3 separate regions of the Mus musculus genome follow, and all the other regions are linked to region 1. Evidence: chromatin contacts called from public Hi-C and HiChIP or PLAC-seq data. All regions are on one chromosome and are shown on one strand. The core of a region is the stretch at or near the end of the contact, and the rest is flanking DNA. Distances in the headings are between cores, read along the strand shown. Region 1 holds the start of Nemf (nuclear export mediator factor). Region 2 has its middle 11 kb from the start of Gm40434. Region 3 holds the start of 5830428M24Rik (RIKEN cDNA 5830428M24 gene).

Region 1 (3,323 bases), core at 593-3,092:
GAAACCATTTACAGAAGCACTGAAGCTCCATGAGCCCCAGAGCTCCACACTTGACTCAGAGGAAGACTGATAAGAGCTGAAAAAGATTCAGATCTGTTGCTCTCTTCTGAAACATGGTTGTACTTTGATTTTAAATATCCTACAATTTTCTATCAATTTCCCCATGTCCAAGACTCTGTATATGTTTTGGCTGTACATTTAGCCTTCTACTTGTATTTAGGATAGAATAAAAAACTGATGCTTACTACAAAATGCTGTGTTTTAGATCCCTTTCGAGTGCTGGAAGCTTGGTGCCAGGTGTAGCGGTGAAAGCCTTTAAAAATCAGAAATGCTATTGTTCTTGAGAGAAACCAGTTTCACTCATGAAGAAGCTATCATAAGAAGAAGCCTGGCGCGTGCACCCCTGCTGCTTCCGTCTCACCTCGGAACTGCCCCCTCTCTTTCCATGTGCTTCCCTCAAGATGCTGGAATGTAGCAGGGGGGCTGCCCTTGTTAGATTGAAATAGATGTGGCTACTCAGTTTCAGAGTTCCAGCTGCTAAAACTGTGAACTTTGTACATTGTTTAACTGTTGGTATTTTGTTACAACAATAGAAACTAGATTAACACATTTGCCAACATTAAAGGTTTATGATCTATCTGGGCATGATAGTATGTACCTGCAATTCCAATACCAATGAGGCTGGAATCAGAGGGAGACTGAGGACAGCCTGGCTTATAGGGTGAGTTTAGACTAACCTTGACTATATAGCATGCCCTGTCTCAAAAGCAGAGTAATTACAAAAATCCTTATGTTTTTAGATATACAAATTTGACACTTTCCCTGCTTTCTTTTGCTTTTTTGGTCACCCATTCTAAGAACTTATAGCGATGTGAATGCTAATGACTTTAAACTTTTAAATACATGTTTCACTGATTTTAAAATTCCTCCAGTTTCTAAATGTGTTGGTAATTTCAGCACTCAAAAAGGCAGAGACAAGAAAATTCAGAGTTCTAAGGTGTCCTGGGCTACATAGAAAGACCCTGTATCAAAAATGACCATGACAACCACCCCCCCACACACACACACCTTCCACTGTCCAAAACTAGTAGATTTTTGTTCTTAGTTTTAGATTTGTTTATTACTAACATTAGAACTTTTAAAAAGAAAAATTTAGACGAATTAACTATCGTATATTTGAACCCTGAATAATTTATGTATGAATTGGTAGCATGCAGAACTTGAAGCAGTTTAGAGAACGCTGGGGTGTGGGAGGAGAACTTTTTCTCCTTCTCCCATGGGAACTCTTACTTTATTTTTATCTGACATCTTTACTTAGTGAATTTTTGAGTATTTGAGGTGCCAAGAATTTATGAAACTCGGGCTATATAGAACCCCACCCCATTCAACTTGAATGAGAATTCTACAGTATGCCGCAGAATCCTATTTCGGAGAGTAGTACCCAGCAAAATAGGAACCCATCTCTACGGCTTGTCAGAGTCAGGGAAAACCAACCGTTGGTTTTTGTCTAGTCTCAAATTCGCGTTTAGAAAGACCCCTTGCTCTTCCATCCTGAGCGATAGCGCCTTCCTGGGGCAACTGATTAATGGTTAATGACCTACAGGATCCTAATGGAGACCCATTTTAATCCCCAAACAAGGGGACGGGATTAACCCGGTCATTGTTCAAGGAAAGGACGCAGTTTCGAGAAGGTAGTTAGTTCTATGTCGAGTTTTTTTTACACAGTGAAAAAAATAATTGATCATGATTTGACAACAAACTTCGGTTAAATAGCGCACTTTCACTATAAGTAATATTGGGTCATTTGGGTTGCCGTAGACACAAGCCAAGCGCTCATGCGCAGAAGCATAGTGGTCCTGCGTCGGCTCAGTCCCTGAAAGGACTGCGGTAGCGACACGCAGCCTAGCCATGAAGAGCCGGTTCAGCACGGTTGACCTCCGCGCAGTGCTCGCGGAACTGAATGCGAGGTATGGTGGTGGGAGTGGACAGGCTCGTTCACAGCAGAGGGAGCGGAGGCCGGGCACCGGGTGGTCGCGAGACGGAGAGCCTCACGGTCGTCCCGGTGCCTCGGGGATTCTCTAGGCCTGGGGGCCGAGCCCGGGGCCGGTGCCCCCGGGAGACACCCCCCCCCCCCCCCCCCCCGGGGACCGTGCCTGATGCTGCATCTCCCTGGCGCTGATTCCGAGAGGTCTTGCCGGGGTGGCCTGAGTCCCGCAGCGAGCGTTTGGTAGAACGGGAGTGATCGTCTTTGCTCCAGACTGGCGGCCTGGCTTCTTCAGAATTCCCGTCCTTCTTCCCAAAGAGAAGTAGCAGGGCCTTCCAGCTGAAATGGGCAGATTTGGACCTGTGTCCTGGACTTGTCGCCTATTCAGCTGTGTGAGCTTTGTCGCATTTTCGGGGACTCGGCTACTTCCTCCGCTCCGAATAAGTCATTTAGACTTAATTTTACTGTATTTACACCCCCCACCCCACCCCAGCACTAGTAGTCTGGTGTTACTGAGATCAACAGGCCACTTTTGTGCTTAAAAGTCTACATTTAATTTGAGGATACCTTTATAGGCGGTGGAGGTATCTTAGCGGAAGAGTTCCTTTTCCACAACACCAATAAATGATGGAAAGTTTTGCTTCAACCAAGAACAATGATTTGTTATATGTTTCTTTTTTTTTCAGCTTGCTAGGAATGAGAGTAAACAACGTTTATGATGTGGATAACAAGACATATCTTATTCGGCTTCAAAAGTAAGAATATTTTATAAGATTGTTTTTGGTAAATTATGATATATATATATATATATATATCCTGCATTTTAGGTTTTGTTTTTTTAAATTCAGAGAATAAGTTTTGGCAAATTCCCTAAAGAAAAATTTGGCTTTCTCTTGAACAGACCTGATTTTAAAGCTACACTGTTACTTGAGTCTGGTATACGTATTCATACAACAGAATTTGAGTGGCCTAAGAACATGATGCCGTCGAGTTTTGCCATGAAGGTAAATTTTAAGTTTGGAGCTAATTTTTAAAACTCCATTTATCTATCTATTTATCATGTATGTATGTATGTGTGTGTGTGTGTGTGTCTGTGTAGGTGGAAACAACAAACAGGTACAACTTGGGGCTCTCAAGTGAATGTCAGAAGACAACCTGGGGGGGAGTCAGTTTTGCTGTGAGATGAGGGGTCAGGGGTAAGATCCAACTTAAATCCCCAGACTTGATCCATGTGCCTTAATCTGCTGACCTGGAACTTGCTTCATTGTTGTTGTTGTTGTTGTTGTTGATCCATGTGCCTTAATCTGCTGACCTGGAACTTGCTTCATTGTTGTTGTTG
Region 2 (3,405 bases), core at 309-2,808, 94 kb before region 1:
CTGGGTCCACACATTTAGTGCACTGGCAATACCTTCGACTCTCACCTGGAAGCCTGCACGTGGAAAGAAGTCCAACCATATGGAGGTCACCATGCTACGCAGAAACCCAAGCTAAAGGGAGAGAGGGAGGCCTAGGCAGTCGAATGGAGGCACCAGATAGCCAAGTAAAGAAGTCTTTTTTATTTTGTTTTGTTTTGTTGTTTTGTTTGTGAGTGTTGAGACCCCAACTGACACTCTATAAGCAGAACCATCCAGCTGCATCCAACTCAAACTGTAGAATTCTGGGAAGTGATATTAACTGGAGTTAAGCCACTTGGTTTTGACGGCGGCTAATTCTGTAGCGATGGCTGAATGAGCCGTCTCTGCAGCCGCCTTCACATGCCTGCCTGCCTTCTGCTCCATGTCCCCACCATGCCGGCTTGTAGGCCCCGGCTCCTCCATGCTACCTCTCTCCACTCCTCTTGTCCAGCTAGAATCTCCTTTCTCAGCTTTCCTTTCTGTCCACCCAACTTCATCTCCACTTCTGCTTTGCCTCTTGTCGCTCCCACAGCTTCCCACGACAACCTCAAGGATGCTGTGAACGTTTCTTCATGCAGCTGTCTCCCCAACACCAAACTGGGATGTGCTCTCTGGGTGTATTCTGCATCTTCTGCAACACCAAGACTCACTTCTGGTGGAAGTGTGAGCAAGACCCTCAACTTCCAGCCCAGGTTCTCAGAATCAGTTGGGGGTCACATTTGGTTGTCTAACAGAACCCTGCCCCTACTGGATTAATTAGCTAGCTGCTCAATCGTTTCTGTTTTGGGTTTTGTTTTGTTTTTTCCTGCCCCACTATCCTTCACATGTGTCTTTCTTCTTTGTGGTTACCTCAAGGCTACAACATGGTGTCTTTGTCGCTAGCCTCACACGCATGTCCCAGATAGGAAGAAGCCACAAATGCCAGGTTTCATATCTAGAAAGCACCGCTTTCCAGGACTCCTCAGAAGATTTCCACACTTTACAATAGCCAGAACCATATTACAAGGACATCCACAGCTAAGCAGAGTCCAGAGCAAACACCTAGGAGAGCCTCAAGTTTGACCTGGAAACACTCCGTACCTGCATCTGTCTGTCTGACTGTGGGGACCAAGGAGAAAATAGATGAATACTGACTATCAGTGTCTACCTCATTGTCCACCTCTAAAATAGGGTCAGAAACTCCCTTGACTAGCTGTTTGAACTTCAGAGAGACCGTGGGCAAACCTTCTTAGTAACAGAGGCATACATAGCAGCACACAGGGAAAGATATGATGTTCTTACAGTTTCGGAAGCAGCCTTTAGCCAGGAGTTTTCCTAGAGGAGCAGAAGACACACTGTAGAGACACACTTCTGCCTCTGTGTAATTCTTTCACAAATGAATTTACTTCTTGGTTAATAGATCTTTTCTTGATAATCTATTGACCCAACCGTTAATAAATCCAGCTGTCATGTGACACATGGAAAACAAGACTTGGAGAGGCACAAAGGACAGATTGGCAGTTTGGATGCTCTGTGGCTCCAGGGCTGCATATTTCTTCTCTGATTCATGGAAAAGTACACAGTACATAGACGTCAGCCATGGTTTTAAAAAATCTCAGACCGGAGAGTTTAAGAGTCAAGTCCGAAGGTCTTTGTTGCCATGGGCTAAAAAGCTCGCCTGGAAGGCAGCTAGTGGAAAAGCTTAGGAACGCCCTTTATAGCTGCAGCTTCCCCTACCACAGCTGCTTCTTAAAGGAAATGAGTGAAGACTTCTGTACGATTTTTTTTCCTTGCTAGGGAAGAGTGCAAGATGACTTTAAAAGTGAGCTCACTGGCTCACACTCCTAAAGTGTTCAAAGTAGAGTTTCACTTCTGATGGCTCCGATTGCTCAAATGAAGGATAGAAGGATAGCTGTACTCCTAGACATGTTGCTCTGTGGACAGGTCCCAGGAAGCCTCAGGATGAGAGCCCAGCAGAAAGAAGAGGCCCTGCCCCATATACTTCTTCTTCTTCTTCTTTTTAAAGTAAATTCATTAATTAAAAAAGAATAAAAAAGAAAAAAAAAAAAAGGCCTCCCAAACTAGTCCAAACTGAAGCACAAGCTTACCCAAGAATCAATTACCAATCACTGTGCAATTATGTTTTTCTTATTGGCCAGACAGGGCCACTGCCTACCTTATAGCCCAGGTAGGCTACATAAGCTGTAAGTAGGTGAAAGCTCGCCTGCTGAAATATAGTCAGGACGTTCCAGTGAGCGGGAGAGCCAGCTAAGACCAGCCCTGCAAAAGTGCCAGGACTGGTTAGATATAGACGCAACCGGAACTAGAAATACCACCGTAACACAGAGGCTGGGGAGATGGTTCAATTGTTAAAGATTTGTTGTACAAACAGAAGGACCTGCATTCCGATCTCCAACATTCATTTCAATGTCACGCCAGCTCGGAAAGGGCAGAGATGGCACTTCTTGGGAGACAGAAAGCCAGCCAGTCTAGCCAAATCAGTGTGAGCCAGGCTCGGTGAGAGAAACTGTTTCGAAAATAAGGTCTAGAGTGACTGAAGAGGAGCCTGACTTCTCCGCATGTATGTGCACATGTGTACACACACACCATACCATAAAAATACCAGTGACACCCTTTTTTAAATTATTTATTTTTATTTTAGGTGCATTAGTGTTTGAGGGCGTCACATTCCCTGGAACTGGAGTTGCAGACATTAATGAGCCGCCATGTGGTTGCTGGGAAATGAACTCAGGACTTCTGGAAGAGCAACCAGTGCTCTTAACTACTGAGCCATCTCTCCAGCCTGACACCCTTTTTTCAATGTCAATATTCAGCCCATGTTTCAGGTCCATTTCAAATGTCAGCACAGATGAATCTCCCTAGTAAGATCAATTTTTCCATCAATGATTTTTTTGTTTTTCTCCCACGATGTATGTCACATCTTCCTGTGTGTTATGGAGAGCCGTGCAGCCAGTTATTGATTTGTCCTCACTCAGCTTTGGAAAGGACTCCCCGCAGTCAGAGCTGGGCAACCTCACATTCAACACCAGCAGCCTGAGGATGAGGGCTGCTGGCTGCTGGCTCTGCCCTAATGTAACCAGACCTGGGAATGTAAGAATTGCAAGACAGAAGGGAAGAACTCACACAACTTCCCCCAGAAGCATCTTTTGGGGATATGCCTCAGAATGGTATAGTTGAGTCTTGAAGTAGAACGATTCCTAACCTTCTGAGAAACCACCAAATTGACTTCCAGAGTGGTTGTACCAGTTGGCGATCCCACAGCAATGGAGGAGTGATCCCCTTGCTACACAACCTCACCAGCATGTGCAGTCCTTTGAGGTTTTGATCTTAGCCATTCTGACTGGTGTGAGGTGGAACCTCAGGGTCGTTTTGATTTGCATTTCCCTG
Region 3 (3,759 bases), core at 1,244-3,743, 120 kb before region 1:
CAGCCAGGCTTTAGGTGGTGGCAGAAGCTGTCTATCTTAGACATTTACCACCTTTCTTGCCTAGCCATGACCCTCTCCTTATCTGTGTGCCCAAGGGAGTGTGTCTAATTCTTAGTCTTTCATTTCCCTGCAGAGTCATCTAATTTTGTAGTTATAAATGTTTAGCCTCTAATTCATGAGACATGGCAATTTAAAGCTACCTTCTACAGAAGAGCTGGACAATTCTCAAATGGCCCTGATGGACAGTAATGTTTAATACTGAAAAGGTTTTTTTGCAGTTCCCCTAAAGTTTTTATAATTCCTGGGCCTTTTTGTTTTGGTTGTTGGTTTGTTTTTGAGACAGTGATTCTGTGTATAGTTCAATGTAGCCTTGAACTCAAGACCTACCTTCTTTGGCTTCCTACATGCTGGAATTATAGGTATGTGCCACCGGAACCAGCTATAACTTTAATACTGGGGAAAACCCACAAACTTGTTTCAGTGGGTACATTTAAAGGGAAAACCATGGTGATGATGGGAAGCCACTTGTCCAAACAACAGGAGTAGCAGGAGTAGCAGGAGTAGCGGGTCTCTCTATCTGGCCTGACAACTGACCAGGATTTAGGATTTAGGACTATAATCTGTTCTCTCATTGTTGAAGATCTAGGACTGTAAAATCGAGGACTACTGAGCACTACAATTGGAAGGACATTGCCCTTAAGGTCATTTTCAATTTGTTTGTTTGCTTGCTGGCTGGCTGGCTTGTATTTTAAGACAGGATTTCTTTGTGTAGCCCTGGCTGTCCTGAAACTCGATCTGTAGACCAAGGAAGTCTTCAACTCACAGAGATCTACCCACCTCTGCCTCCCTAATGCTGGCATTAAAAGCGTGTGCCACCACTGCCCAGCCATTTTCAAAAAAATTAAAAAGGGCTTCGCTCCCCTTGCCCCACACATCCTGCTAAGGAAGCAAGCAAAGAGAGCAGGCATCCAAACAATCCATGAGCCAACATCCCTGGGCTGCCCTCCCCACTGAGCTCCGTGGCGACTTCCCCTGTTGAATGCAGGAACCAATTTGCAGGCCTTCAGAGTGTGCGCCTCCCCAGCGTCCTGCTCCAGGATGCAAAGCCAGACTGCACCTGCGCCCCACGGGGACCGGCAGCTGCTGGGCGATCCTGACTGCCCCGCTGCATCAGGGCTCCTGGCCGGCAGCGGAGCTTCACGGGCTCCTGGCCTGAGGTCCACCCCAGCCCCAGCCACTGCCCCAGGCCGCTGCCCCGGGAGCCACCCCTTGTTTTCATAAAACACACGCTGCCTCTTTGGTCACATTTGCCAGTTCCCATGGGCGTTTTCTGTTTTGAGCCAACAAGGGATGCAGAATTAAGTGACTCTGAGCTGCAAATTCGGTTCATTGGGGGCCTCCCCGCTGCTGTAGCCTTATTCTGGAGAGGTGCCTTGGCGAGGTACCATGTAAACGTTTCTCTAAGGCTAGAGCCTGTGTTCTTCCTTTCCATTCTGAGAAGCTAAAGCTGTTTAAAACAACAACAACCACAACAACAAACAAACAAACAAACAAAAACAAAACAAACAAACAAACCCAGTAGCTTCCCCAGCACTCCCAAGGGACCAGTTGAACCACACCCCCCTTTTTCTCCTCTAAAATAGATGAAGCCACAAACCGAAGCCCTCTGGTTGCTTCTGCCAACTCCAAATGTGCCCAGACCCACAAAAACCAAAAGTGGACTCTCTCCAGGAACTGGGGGTGGGGGATGGAGGTGGAGGAAAAACAGGGAGGGACTCAACAGTCCACGCCTGCATCTAACAAAAAGCAAGAAAGGCGGACAGCAAGGGGTATCTGACCCACAAAGAGCTTCAAAACGCTGTACCAAGTACATATCCAATCCCACTCACCAATGGACCAGAGAATGAACTGGCACTTAAAAACGACTGCTAGATAATTTCCTAAAATACAGTCCAAAAGACATTAACTAGGCCTTTGAGGTTATAAATAGGTATTAAATGAAAAGAGTCGTGGTCAGAATCGTGCTGGGTTTAGGAAAAGGTGGGTTCTATAGGAGAACAGGATTTGCAATAGGACTTCTTAGACCCTTAATATATAAGTATGTTTTAAGTCACCAAAAAATGGGTTAGAGTATGTAGTTTCCTGAGTTTAATTGACCTTGGGTTTCTTTGTCGTTGATGGGTTTTTTGGGGGGAGTGGGTGGGGTTCCTGTTAGATGGACCTCACCTTGGGCGACTTAAGTATACTGTGTCCTCTGGAGCACTCTTGGTTGTTTAATTGGTTGATTAGGGGTTTGTTGGGGTTTTGTTTTGTTTCAGAACAGGCTCTCCCTATTGAGCCCAAGCTGTCCCTAGTTCGGTCTCCAAGGTGCATCCAGTCCCAGTTTGCTCTTACATTTTACTGAACTGAAACCTTAAGAACTCAGGCAAACATTATGTGAACGCAACAGGAAGTTGGCTGTAGATACAGGAAGCCGCTGCTAAGGTGGCCTCAGAGAGGAACCGGTGTGGTGAACTCCTGGCATGCGCAGGTGACAAGAGGTTCCGCAGGGTAAGGTAAAAACCCAACAGCCTGGCCGGGGCCTTTGGCTTGCACTGCTCACGGAACCAAAAACAGCCTAGGTGGCTGAGAGATGTGTGTGTGTGTGTGTGTGTGTGTGTGTGTGTGTGTGTGTGTGTGTGTGAAATTATTCAGATACTGACAGATGGACTGGTGGTCTCCTCTCTGCTGGCCTGGCACCCTCGACGTGGAAAGTCCCGCCTCGGGAGCTGGGTCACGGGCAGCTACAGTGAAGTACTGGAAATAAAAGCCCCAGACAGCTATAATAGCAGTGAGTCACAGCAAACCAGGAGCCATCAGGTGCTCAGGAGGGACACTGAAGCCAGGAGGCTGAGCTGAGCTAGCAGAGCTAGCCAGGAGCAGGACACCCCTGTGGCGAGAAGCACAAAGAGTGGAGTGTTCCAGTCAGAAATATCAGGTTTCTCAACGTGGAAGCTGGGGCTGGGCACACGAACTCAGGCTTTGCTCCAAGGTCGGCGGAGGGAGGGGGCACAAAACCCTGCCTAGTTCTACCCTGGAGGGTGCCAAGCCAACACCCTCATTCCTCTCAGGGCACTGGCAGGGACTGCAGGGGCCATGAGGACCCTGTTGCTTCCTGAGTAAAACTGGGTGACAATCCAGTGGCCATCAGGGTCCCAGCCCCCCCTCCCCCCATCCCACCCCATTCTACCCCCTTTCGGAGCTTAAACCTCTGGGCTCTGCCTTCAGAGGCTCTGTGCTCTGAAGCCCCTCCCTGAGCCGTTTATAAACTGTTGGCTCTTAAAACATTTTCTAGCTTAGCTGGACGAGCTAGTGCCTGAGGTCCTGCCCTTGAGACCACAGTTCCAAAGACAGAAAAGATGGGGGTCCCTAACCCCGAGTTATTCAGATCTGGTAGCCTTGGAGAATCCTATCTCGAGGCTGCTACACTTGGGTAATTTTTTTTTCCTCTCTCTCACAGGTCACAGGCTTATTAAACTTGGATGACAGTAAACCGATGACTAACTGGGTAATTAAAACCACGAGCCTAGGCTCTCTGGGGGCCTGTTCTCTAGGCCAGTGCCCCTCATCTTCCCCTCAGCAGAACGGCCTTTGTGGATTTGAAACCCTCCATGGCGACCCCACCTCCTCTCAAGGCTGTTCCTCTTGTTTGTCCGAAGCTTCATCCCATCTCCCTCCCCGTTCTGTAAGGATGGAGGAAATCGAACCCTTTAGCTGAAG

What was found. Hi-C and Micro-C count contacts between places; a contact is called where the count stands out from the background. HiChIP or PLAC-seq counts read pairs in DNA pulled down with a chosen protein or histone mark.
Region 2: a contact with region 1 is called in an H3K27ac HiChIP or PLAC-seq map of embryonic fibroblasts, with 16 read pairs. The contact joins the enhancer-like site here to the promoter of Nemf in region 1. A contact is called at or near these places in 6 of 39 promoter capture datasets (the C10 cell line, HPC-7-derived erythroid cells, liver and 2 more), 2 of 15 datasets of contacts at CTCF or cohesin (the NIH/3T3 cell line and pro-B cells), 52 of 484 Hi-C or Micro-C datasets (the AtT-20 cell line, B cells, the Ba/F3 cell line and 40 more), 24 of 115 datasets of contacts at active chromatin or transcription factors (the 230-238 cell line, CD8 T cells, the HPC-7 cell line and 19 more) and 5 of 9 other capture datasets (adipose tissue, bone marrow-derived macrophages, liver and 2 more).
Region 3: a contact with region 1 is called in a Hi-C map of B cells, with 28 read pairs. The contact joins the promoter of 5830428M24Rik here to the promoter of Nemf in region 1. A contact is called at or near these places in 7 of 39 promoter capture datasets (the C10 cell line, the HPC-7 cell line, HPC-7-derived erythroid cells and 5 more), 1 of 15 datasets of contacts at CTCF or cohesin (pro-B cells), 15 of 484 Hi-C or Micro-C datasets (the AtT-20 cell line, B cells, CD4 T cells and 12 more), 14 of 115 datasets of contacts at active chromatin or transcription factors (CD8 T cells, the HPC-7 cell line, Th17 cells and 9 more) and 4 of 9 other capture datasets (adipose tissue, bone marrow-derived macrophages, liver and 1 more).

What each region holds. Positions count from the first base shown.
Region 1 is chr12:69,355,695-69,359,017 of GRCm38.p6, reverse strand. It overlaps Nemf (nuclear export mediator factor), which reads left to right and starts at 1,842. Exons shown (of 33, transcript NM_025441.3): 1 at 1,842-1,967; 2 at 2,671-2,739; 3 at 2,886-2,988. The coding sequence starts at 1,909.
Region 2 is chr12:69,449,469-69,452,873 of GRCm38.p6, reverse strand. No RefSeq gene overlaps it. Among named protein-coding and RNA genes, the nearest start is that of Gm40434, 11 kb to the left of the region's middle. Within about 2 kb of position 1,558, at least 88 of the 459 cell types and tissues checked have an H3K27ac peak or open chromatin away from gene starts, as enhancers often do. A contact at or near this core is called in the C2C12 cell line, the C3H10T1/2 cell line, the MNK3 cell line and 9 more, where this site is marked.
Region 3 is chr12:69,474,284-69,478,042 of GRCm38.p6, reverse strand. It overlaps 5830428M24Rik (RIKEN cDNA 5830428M24 gene), which reads left to right and starts at 2,493. Exons shown (of 5, transcript NR_038060.1): 1 at 2,493-2,555; 2 at 3,500-3,547.